Regions from separate parts of the Danio rerio genome. Here region 1 is linked to region 2. A link is a contact called in public Hi-C data. All regions are on one chromosome and are shown on one strand. The core of a region is the stretch at or near the end of the contact, and the rest is flanking DNA. Distances in the headings are between cores, read along the strand shown.

Region 1 (6,401 bases), core at 298-2,797, 62 kb before region 2:
ACAGCTGAGCGGGACGCTGCAAAATAAACCCTGACACTCTGACCAATGTAAGGAGAGTTTACTTACACGTGACTTGTTTTAGCTCTTTTGGTCCAATTAGAAACTTTGCAATGTGAAAGCGAACCGCTCCAAGAGCAAAGAGCAACAATGTAACAATTTTAATCCCTGTTTCGGAACAACTGAATCGATTCACAGGTGTGAAAGCAGCCTGAGGGCCTCAGGATGAGTATCCCCAGGTGGAAATAGAGAATAATGAGAATAATTAGCGTAGCTAATGAACGAGATGTGTGGAGCACATGTGATGCATTGTGTGTATGCTTTACTAAAAAGATAGGTATTAATCTAGTTTAGAAATCTACACCCTCCTTATATATAGATGTATATACACATTTACATACACGTATATACACATTCAAATACCATAGGTAAAAATTTTTTTTTTTTAAATACATATATATATATATATATATATATATATATATATATATATATATATATATATATATATATATATATATATATATATATATGTCTGACAAAACAATAATACAATAAACAATAAAATAAATAAATAAACATGTTTACAAACACAATTTACCTAATATTCATATATGGTTCCCAAAGATAATAATTTCCCAAATGATATAAGTTAGTCGGTGATCCCTGACTTAAACCATTGTAAAGCCTGTCCCTGTAGAATATAAGCTGTCTATGAGGATACTGTTGTCAATGGTGTCAAATGCAGAACTAAGATCCAGTAGTACTAATAACGACGCTTTAACAACTTAGTTGCACCCTCGGTCAGCAACTAAGAGTAAATCGTTTGGTATTTTCACTAATGTGGTATCTGTACTGTGATGATTTCATTGTGTTGGGCTGCATTAAAGTATGCAGATAACCTTGTTATTAATATTTACTTTTCTGTATAATTACATATTTCCAGCTGGAACGGAATATAGAGTAGAGGCGAGGTTTTATTTTTGCGCTCCTCTCATCTCTCAACTCAGAAAAGGAAATGATGGAGGGGCGTGGCTACATATGTTTTGCCCAATCAGTCAAACTCATGACATCAGAGCAGGACTGCCATTTCAAAAGGTGAGATTTAGATTAAGATTATAAAATCAAACACGTTTTTCCAGTGAATGAACTTAAATTAATTGTTCTCCCTAACAATTTTTTGTGTGCTAGCAAAATAAACATGATAAAATTCAATTTAATGCAGACTAAAACACTTAATTTTATATTGACACTATTTTAAATTAATTTAAATATATTAACATGGCTTCTTTTAAACTTACACACCTAAAATATATTGAAACTGAAAATATAGCCGCTGTATATGGATGTTTGGAGGGAGAGTTTAATTTTTTATAATTTACCAAATAAATTATGATGATTATTGATTTTATTTTCAATTTAAAATAATTACAATTATATTATTAATCACGAAAAGAAAAAGCTACATTATTTTCAATCTTATGTTGTTTAACTTATCATGTACTGCCTATTGATGTGCAGCGCTCGCTTTCACCGCTTGGTGTCGCCAGAGTCAATGCAAAACTCAACAGTTCCCAAACTCAAAAGTTTCCACTCGTTCAGAAATAATTACAGGCAGATCATAAGACATCGCACTATTAAAAGTGTATGAGATGCCCTATAGTCCATTATTCCTGTGAAATGTCGTGTAAAGATTGTGGCTCAGGCCTCGGTTGTGTTAAAGACAATGGCGCTGAATGTCTGGATGATTGTTTTGTTGTGTGTTGTGCTGTGGTTTCCCGATCATCTGATGCTCTCTCTTCATCAGACTCTGCTGAACAATAGTGTTTCCTCACGGCGGGTCAGAAAGTCGCACATCTGTAACGGATATGAGTGTGAAGAGCAGGAACAGCAGCAGGAGTGTGCGTTTCTGCTGACCATCAACTCTGAGGACAATTGGCACACACACACACTTATACACTGACCGATACACACTTTGACGTTAGGCCTATTTTTGATTAAAAACACACACACACACACACACACACACACACAAATATATATATATATATATATATATATATATATATATATATATATATATATATATATATATATATATATATATATATATATATATATATATATATATATGTGTGTGTGTGTGTGTGTGTGTGTGTATGTATGTGTGCGTGTGTGTGTGTGTGTGTGTGTATCCAACACACACAAACATTAAAAACACATTTAGAACACACATCAAAACAAAACATACACACATTCACAACAAACAAACACCATATACGGTACAAAACACTTTCCATGCACACAAGGCACAACTCACACACAAATACACACACTCGACACACACAGAGGAAACAACTCATAATACATATACACACACACATCTATCTATCTATCTATCTATCTATCTATCTATCTATCTATCTATCTATCTATCTATCTATCTATCTATCTATCTATCTATCTATCTATCTATCTATCTATCTATCTATCTATCTATCTATCTATCCATTTATCTATCTATCTATCTGTCTATCTATCTATCTATCTATCTATCTATCTATCTATCTATCTATCTATCTATCGATCTATCGATCTATCCGTCTGTCTGTCTATCCATCCATCCATCCATCCATTTATCTATCTATCTATCTATCTATCTATCTATCTGATACAAAGACAGTATATGTATCTGTGTCACACACACACACACACACACACACACACACACACACACACACAAAACATAATAAACCACATATAATAACACACAAGACACAACTCGCACAGAAATACACACACAAACATAAACACATGTACAACACATACAAACACAACACGTATAACAAAGCCATAAACACATACACATAACACACAACTCATATTAAATATACACACACTCAACTACCACACACACACACACACACATATATATATATGAGCAATATCACACGAGTAGCAGTGCGATATGGCTGTATATCGGCACTGGTAGGAGGCGTGCGATGGCATGAGGCCGCTGGCCATATGCAATGATATTATACTCTATTAATTGACTATAGTGACCACAGGATATGGCAGTGTTGTTCTGACACGTGTTGTCTAAAGTCGAGTGAGTCGTGCTCGTGTCATTCTCTCCACGTCCTGCCCGACTTTTACTGCTTCCTGTGTCTGAGCATTAATGTCAGTCTCAGACCACAGTGTCCTGTCCTGCTGGCCAGTGCTATAAGCTTTAAACCATTCTTAGTAATTACATGTGACATTCAATCAATCAAACTTATTCCAGGGTCCAAATCTAGACAACAACCTAACAACAAACAATCTATGACATTTATCACAGACAAAAATAAAGCAATACCGTCTGCACAGTTCTGACTGATGACATCTAATCATATTATATAGTTATAGCAACCCATATTCAATTCAATTCTTGCTTATTTATCTGGCGATCTACAATGTAGATTGTGTCAAAGCAGCTTCACATAGTTCTAGTAAAGTAGTTCAGGTTAGTTCAGTTCAGTCACTGCTGAAAGTCCAAACACAAGAGCAAATCCATCCATGCGCAGCTCCACAAGTCCTAACCCAAGCAAGCCAGTGGTGACAGTGGAGGAACACCAATCTTCACCATATGACCAAAGTGAAGGAAAAAAAACCTGGAGAGAAATCAGGCTCAGCTAGGCACGACTATTATTCTTCTGGCCAAACGTCTTGTGCGGAGCTGGCGCTGGGAACTGGAGAAGCTGGAAGTCCTTCATGGAGAACTGCAGGTGTGTGTAGGCCACCGGCGGGTGTTCAGGCTGACCCACAGTATCAATGCGGGGGCTTGTTTGTCCCTGTGGTCTTTCAGGAATCAGTCTCATGCTCTCCATTGCTCCATGATGACCACAACATCAGCTCGGGATACGGCCTGGTCCAGGATTATGGATACATTAGCATCATCTCTTCACAAGTCTTGGATCGCAGGATTGGGGAAGGGATAGACGTTAATTAAATAGATACAATGGGTAATTTAATAAATAATATGACTAATACTCTGTATAATTACTGTGAGAGTTGGGTTTAGGGTTGCAGTAGGGGTAGCCTTTAATTAAAGACAAATAATGGGTCATTTAATGATAATATAAATGATACACTGCATAATTACTGTTTTTTACATTACTGTAAAGGTTGGGTTTTGGGTTGAGGTATATGTTAATAAAACACAAATAAAGGGTAATCAAATAAATAATATGAATAAACTCTGCTTATAATATAATTATTAATAATACTTATTAATATTAATATACTTATTAATAATACTTTGTTTAGGGTTGGGGTAGGGGTGGATGTTATTAAAACACAAATAATGGGTATTTTAATAAATAATTTCAACAATATTCTGTATAATTACATTTCTTGAGGGTTGAGGAAGAGGAATATGTTATTTAAACCTAATTAATTGGTGATTTAATAAATAATATCAATTATACCCTGTATATTTACTGTTTTTACATTACTGTGAGGATTGAGGTAGAGGTAGACTTTATTAAAACACAATAAATGGGTATTTTTTGTTAAATAATATGAATAATACTCTGTATATTTACTGTTTTTACATTACTGTAAGGGTTGAGGTAATAGTAGACGTTAATAAAACACAATTAATGGGTAATTTTTGTTAAATAATATGAATAATACTTTGTATAATTACTGTTTTTACATTACTGTGAGGGTTGGGGTAGGAGTATATGTTATTAAAACACAAATAATTGGCATTTTAATAGACAATATCAATATTCTGTATATTTACTGTTTTACATTACTGTGAGGGTTGAGGTAGAGGTAGACTTTATTAAAACACAATAAATGGGTATTTTTTGTTAAATAATATGAATAATACTCTGTATATTTACTGTTTTTACATTACTGTAAGGGTTGAGGTAATAGTAGACGTTAATAAAACACAATTAATGGGTAATTTTTGTTAAATAATATGAATAATACTTTGTATAATTACTGTTTTTACATTACTGTGAGGGTTGGGGTAGGAGTATATGTTATTAAAACACAAATAATTGGCATTTTAATAGACAATATCAATATTCTGTATATTTACTGTTTTACATTACTGTGAGGGTTGAGGTAGAGGTATGCATCATTAAAACTCAATTAATGGGTAATTTTTGTTCAATAATATAAACAATTCTCTGTATAAGGACTGTTTTTACATTACTGTGTGTTGGGTTTAGAGATGAGGTGAGGGAAAACATTGATTAAATAAAACAATTGGTTATTCAATAAATAATATGAATAATTCTCTGTATAATTACTGTCTTTACATTACTGTGAGGGTTGGGTTTAGGGTTGGGGTAGGGGTGGATGTTATTAAAACACAAATAATGGGTATTTTAATAAATAATTTCAATAATATTCTGTATAATTACATTACTTTGAGGGTTGAGGAAGAGGAATATGTTATTTAAACCTTATTAATTGGTGATTTAATAAATAATATCAATAATACTCTGCATAATTACTGTTTTTTTACATTACTGTGAGGGTTGAGGTAATAGTAGACGTTAATAAAACACAATTAATGGGTAATTTATTAAATAATATGAATAATACTTTGTATAATTAATGTTTTACATTACTGTGAGGGTTGGGTTTAGGGTTGGGGTAGGGGTGGATGTTATTAAAACATAAATAATGGGTATTTTAATAAATAATTTCAATAATATTCTGTATAATTACATTACTTTGAGGGTTGAGGAAGAGGAATATGTTATTTAAACCTAATTAATTGGTGATTTAATAGATAATATCAATAATACTCTGTATAATTACTGTTTTTTACATTACTATGAGGGTTGAGGTAATAGTAGACGTTAATAAAACACAATTAATGGGTAATTTATTAAATAATATGAATAATACTTTGTATAATTAATGTTTTACATTACTGTGAGGGTTGAGGTAGATATATGCATTATTAAAACTCAATTAACGGGTAATTCTTGTTAAATACTATGAATAAGTCTCTGTATAAGGACTGTTTTTATATTACTATGAGGGTTGGGTTAAGGGTTGAGGGAGGAGTAGACGAAAAATTAAAACAAATATATTAAATAATATTATTCATTCTCTTTATAATTACTGTTTTACATTACTGTGCGGTTGGTATAGGGGTAGACGTTAATTAATTACAAATCATGGGTAAATTAGTAAACAATTGTCGTTAATATCCGGCCGCAGCTGTATCCTTTTGGCTGCCGCGCATGCGCTGTGCATCCGCGTCAGTTTGAATCGATTCCTTCGAAGCTCACCTGAAAAGCGAGTCGACTCTCCGGCGCTTGTGCGTCTCTATCAGCGGCTGAAGTATGAAAGCAGTGTTTGCACAGCGTTTATTTTGGACTTAACTGTGTTCT
Region 2 (6,409 bases), core at 2,426-4,925:
CGAAAATGAAGTTTTAACTGTTTTTCATGCTAGAATGTAGTTGTTTAAAACTCTAATCTGTGGTTTATTTATATAGATAAAAAAATAATAATTTATATATATATATTTAATTCTGAGATTAGTGACCTCCAGGCGATGACAGGTGCCCAATACTCATGAAACCGTCTAAAGCAGACATTTACCCTGACATTGAAATAATTGTTGGCTGTTTAACAGTCTTTGGTTTCATTAATTAATTACTTTTTATTCCAGTTTATTATGTTTTGGCTAAGCACACAGTTATGTTCATTAAATATTATTTCCTATTCAATGTTAACTGTATAAAATTAAATAAAGGTGCAGTACAATCAAAAAGATGTTGGTAACCAAATCGTTTTGGGGGCTATAACATTCTGTTATTATCTGTTAAAAGTTCATTTGTATTAATTTCTATGTTGAGTTTAAAAAAGGTTTGAATTTCTATAACTAACGTGCAAAAGATATAGCCCTTTTCACAGTAATTTGCTGTAATCATGCTACCTGCCGTAATTTCACAATAAAATTATGAATACAACATATTACTGTGAATTTTTCAGTTAAATACTGTGAAGGGATACTAATGTAATTTACTGTGAAAAATTACAGTAACTTGTTGTGAAAACCTGGAAATTTTTTACAGTGTAGCTTTAGAGTTAAAACACTTTGTGAAATACTCTTAAAACTAAATTTAGGACAAGCACTCTCATTATTTTTGCTTTATTTTTGCATTATTTATGGATTTTAAAGAGTTAGGAACTAGTTTTAAAGCTTTAACACTTTGTGAAATACTATTAAAACTAAATTTAGGACTAACACTGAACTCATTTTGGCAGTATTTATGGCTTTCGCAGAGTTATGGGCTCGTTTTAACACTTAAACACTTTGTGAAATACTCTTGAAACCAAACTTAGGCCCATTATTTTTGAGATTTTCTCTTAAGTCCCCAAGTGAGGAGCTACTTTTAGCCTTAATGTGTTTTGTGATTTCGGGCCCATTCCAGAGCTCAATTGGTTTCCCTTCTGTCCTTTCGTCATTTATTGGTTTGATAAGGAAAGACCGAGCTCGATGCTATTGATCACTGTTAGTTTCAATTAGCGGGTGATTAGAGGAGAACTGCTGACTTACAGTGATCACGAGACCAATAGGAAACTGATAATCATAGTGAATCACTGACACACACACACACTCACACACACACACAATATGATAATCTCAGAAGGCATACTTAATTCCTTGAGCTACTTAAATATGATTATTTTTGTACACAAACGTCATTCTGTCTTGTTATAATAGCCTATTTGTACATCCAGTCATCTTCCTTTCTAAATATTGACGGAATTAATTAATAACTCTTCATTAAAACAATATTTGTGCTTATGTTAACTTAATATGATATGCAACAGCAATATGTTTGCCACACACGAGAGATGTTAGACATGACTTTATTAAAAACACGCCACAACGCGAGATCAGAACGTGGCAATTAAGATAATAAGCAATTAAAATTGGCATCTATTCAACATTCAGGTAAATGCATGATTAAAACAATCCACATGATTGATAATAATGAGAAGTATAGTATATATAATTTCGAAAGCACATCTGAGTGAATATTCTAATCTAAAATCAAGCGACTCAATGTTTTGATTGTGACTTATTTTTATCTGTATGTTGTCGCCATCTGGCGGATGTGGCCATTAATATCATAATACAACAGAAAAGACGCTTTCTACCTATAATGTATATAATTACTTTATGATCATTTATTCATTTTCTTGTCGGTTTAGTCCCTTTATTAATTTGGGGTCGCCACAGCGGAATGAACCACCAACTTATCCAACAAGTTTTTACACAGCGGATGCCCTTCCAGCTCTGGAATACTTTATTAATTAATTTTTATAATTATTTAGAATTAGTATTAGATTTATATAATTATATGATATGTTTTATAGTAAGTGATGGTTGACAAACTACTTTATCATAAATATTAATGTTTAAAGATTTATTTAAACAAAATTCAGAATAGATTACAGACCTGCCAAGGGTTTAAACAATGACATACACAATGAATTAAATACAAATAAATAAATTTAATAGCCCAACTGGGCCATTTTACACCCCCAGTCTCCCAAAACACAATAAAAATATGCATATTTGTTCACCGATCATTTGTCGATCATTATTTTAGGCATAATATAATATATAGCATGCACATAATTATTATTAATATAATTATTATCATTATTTGTTAATAATAGTAACAACAACAACTGCCCATAATATTAATTGTCAATAATAATAATCATTCATTCATTTATTAATTTTCTTTTCGGCCCTTTATTAATCTGGGGTCCCCACAGCGGAATGAACCACCAACTTATACAGCATCCAGGGAGAACATGCAAACTCCAAACAGAAACGCCAACTGACCCAGCCGAGGCTCATAACAACAAAAACAACAACAACAAAATAATAATAATAATAATAATAATAATAATAATAAAAATAATAGTAGTGGGTAGCACAATCGCCTCACTGCAAGAAGGTCGCTGGTTCGAGCCTCGGCTGTTGGTGTTTCTGTGTGGAGTTTGCATGTTCTCCCCGTGTTGTTGTGGGTTTCCTCCGGGTACTCCGGTTTCCCTCACAGGCCAAACACATGCGCTATAGGGGAACTGATCAACTAAATTGTCTGTAGTGTATGAGTGTAAATGAGTCTGTATGGGTGTTTCCCAGTGATGGCTGGAAGGGCATTCGCTGCGCAAAACATATACTGGATAAGTTGGCGGTTCATTCCGCTGTGGCGACCCCAGATTTATAAAGGGACTAAGCTTGAAAAAAAAAATGAATGAATAATAATAATAATTTAACGTGGAAATCTGGCACGGAAATCTCGCTTCCGAACATTGCAGCGCATTGATTACAGACGGCTGTGATTGGTCCATCCCGAAGAGCGATGAGAAAAACAACGAGGTTTATCACTTACATAACTAAAGTCCTGAATTAAAAAAAAACATGATGCCTGATTTATTAAAAACAAAATATGTGCAGCTAAATTCCTCATTTGGTTTTATATAAACAGCTTGTTTTATGGTACTAAATACATACTCTAATTATTAGTTTTTTTAATAATAATGCGTTTGTTTATATATCCTAATGACATTTTTATTTTATATATTGTTAATTAATTCTAACATTTCTATGTTTTTCTTCAGATATTTCAGTTGAAAAAACTAATTCGGTTTTTTTTATTGCCAAACGTATACAATAACAGGAAAACGAAACAAGCATATCTCTTTAAGTGTAAAGAAATAATATAGAGGGAAAAGAAACAACAACAAATGATAAACTCCAAGCTTTACACGTCTATATCAGTTTGATATCTCATAAACGCGAATGTTGTCACTGTTTTGGTGCGCACAAGACATCCTAAAAACTAACTGATACTAACATCTAAACACTTTAATTTCATTTAATTTCATGAGACTTTCAAAAAACTTCTATTTCAGGCTGTTGAACCATAGATTTAGTAGGACTACATATGCACTATATTTTGTTGAAGGCTGACTGCATGGGTGTCTCCACTAATTGTGTCCCCGTGACAGCAGCAGAAGAGCGTGTAGTGTTTCAGTAATAAGCGTCCGCCCCCCGATTCTCGCCTCTGGTTGGAGAGCAGTAGTTCCGCCCCCGGTCGCCATGTACCGCTCCGCTCGCTCCCTGCATCGCTTCAGCGCGAGTTTGTCAGATCTGCGGGCCGCTCAGAGATCCATCAAAGCTCGCAACGTCTGTCCAGCACCCGGGCTCCGGCACCAGACCGTCAGAATGGTAAATCACGCAGTGTGAGTGCTGTTTGAGGCGCGAATGAGGAGGACAAACGGACAGCAGATGACCTTCATATCAACGCGCGTACTGATATCAGACTCTCAAACCCAAAACATGTGGATTTACTACAGTATAAACGCGATTTTATCCGTCTAAATTAATCATCTACGCTTTAAATATAGCATTCACGCGTGTTTGTACGTAGAAAGACGGCAATAGTTGATTTGTTTTTCTCTGAGGGGTGAAAACTTTGATTTGTAACTCGAGTTTCTCATGTGTATTGATTTAAATGGTCATAATTCTGAGTTCATAATGTGATTTACTGGTTGTTGTTGTTGTTTCAGGCCAGTTCAGAGGCATTTCGGATTGAGAGGGACACATTTGGAGAGCTTAAAGTCCCCTCTGATAAATACTATGGAGCTCAGACTGTCAGATCCACCATGAACTTCAGGATCGGAGGAGTCACGGAGAGGATGCCGGTGATTTATCACTAATATTAGAGGAATATTTCACATTGGGGTGCAGTTGGTTTCATATTCGCACATTTAAACATTATCCTTATTCATGTAATTGCAGAAAAGCACTCTTTGCTTCTAATAAGGAAATCATTGGAGCCAATGACTATCAAAGTAGAGTACAACATTGTTTACAGTTAATCAAATAGTGCTAATGTTGTTTTGAAGTCATGCCATTTCAGCCTGAATATTAAAAATAACGTGGTAAACAATATAGGGAGGATGTCACGAGTTGTCTGAACGAATGTGCGAATATAAAAACCAACTTTACCTCAATTTAGTTCACTTCCAGAATGAACATTTCCTCATTATTTATACACTGAGGTGAAGTTGGTTTTATATTCACACATTCTGACTTGATATAATTTCAGAAACGTGTTCTTTGCGAGTTGTATATAGGGAAGTCATATTAGCAGCCAACGACTATCAAAGTACAACACTGTTCATAGTCAAGTAGTACTAATGTTGTTTTGAAGTCATACTTGCATGTGATTTCAGACTGAATAATCAAAGTAGCGTGGTAAACAATATAGAGGAGCGTTTCATAAGTTGTCTGAACAAATTTGAGAATATAAAAACCAACTTTACCAGATTGAACATTTCCTCATTATTTAAATTGAGGTAAAGTTGGTTTTGTATTTGCACATTTGGACTTTCACCTCCTTTATATCATTTCAGAAAATGATTCTTTGCAAATTCTAAGTGGGGAAATCATATTAGCAGCTAATAACTATCAACACTGTTCACAGTTAATTCAATAGTGCTAATGTTGTTTTGAAGTCATGCCATTTCAGACTGAATATTCAAAGTCGCGTGGTAAACAATATAGGGAGCATGTCACGAGTTGAACGAATGTGCGAATATAAAAACCAACTTTACCTCAATTTAGCTCACTTCCAGAATGAAAGTTTCCTCATTATTTATATTGAGGTTGGTTTTATGTTTGCACATTTAGATTTTCACCTTCATAATATCACTTTAGAAAAGTGTTCTTGGCAAATTCCAAATAGAGAAATAATATGAGCAGCCAATGACTTAAGTACAACATTGTTCACAGTCAGTTAAATAGTGCTAATGTTGTTTTGAAGTCATTCTTGGATGCAATATTAGATTAAATATTCAAAGTGGCAAATAGTCACTATTCAAAAATGAATGCATATGCAAATATGAAACCAACTTTACCCTTATTTACTCGCCCTTCTCTTCTTGATTTATTCTTCCAAGATATTTACTTCTATTTTTAGAAGATATTTACTAATATTTATCTTTGGTTCAGAGGAAATGTATTTTTTCTTTTATCTCTGCAGATTCAGGTGATCAGAGCTTTCGGTATCCTGAAGAAAGCTGCTGCAGAAGTCAATAAAGATTACGGTTTGGACCCAAAGATCGCAGACGCCATCATGAAAGCTGCTGATGAGGTGATTAATCCATAATGCTGGATTTCTGATAATCTGGCAACCTGTATTGTTATTAAAAACAACCTGATGTTCTCCAGCTACTCGAGCTAGTAATAACTTTTTTATTTATTTTGTCAAAAAACAATACACAGTTAGTGGAGAAAATAGCCTTTGTTATGGTATTAGATGTTGCTAATTTTCATTATAAGATGCATAAAATAATTTTTAATAAATACATTAAAATATAACATTTTAATAAAGTAAAAATTATATTGTATAATAATATTTATCTATATTTATATGTATTTCATTTCTATCTAAATATAAATAAACATTCTCAAATATACATATGCGTGTGTGTGTGTGTATATATTTATATATATATATATATATATATATATATATATATATATATATATATATATATATATATATATTTTTTTTTTTATATTTATATATATATATATACATACAACACACACACACCCACATTATGTCAATACAATACAATCATTTTGGATGCAATTAATTTGTGTGTTTTTGTTTTCCTCCAGGTGGAGTCTGGGAAGCTGGATGATCATTTCCCGCTGGTTGTTTGGCAAACAGGATCCGGAACTCAGACTAACATGAACGTCAATGAGGTGATCAGTAACAGAGCCA

What was found. Hi-C and Micro-C count contacts between places; a contact is called where the count stands out from the background.
Region 1: a Hi-C map of an unstated tissue shows a contact between it and region 2, with 8 times the contacts expected there. The contact joins the enhancer-like site here to the promoter of fh in region 2. A contact is called at or near these places in 3 of 18 Hi-C or Micro-C datasets (caudal fin, hematopoietic stem cells and an unstated tissue).

Annotation. Positions count from the first base shown.
Region 1 is chr12:49,902,862-49,909,262 of GRCz12tu, reverse strand. LOC141376893 (a long non-coding RNA gene) reads left to right here and starts at 6,235. Exons shown (of 3, transcript XR_012388265.1): 1 at 6,235-6,401. Within about 2 kb of position 1,547, at least 21 of the 62 cell types and tissues checked have an H3K27ac peak or open chromatin away from gene starts, as enhancers often do.
Region 2 is chr12:49,843,392-49,849,800 of GRCz12tu, reverse strand. It overlaps fh (fumarate hydratase), which reads left to right and starts at 3,675. Exons shown (of 10, transcript NM_200963.1): 1 at 3,675-3,840; 2 at 4,182-4,316; 3 at 5,660-5,770; 4 at 6,304-6,409. The coding sequence starts at 3,712.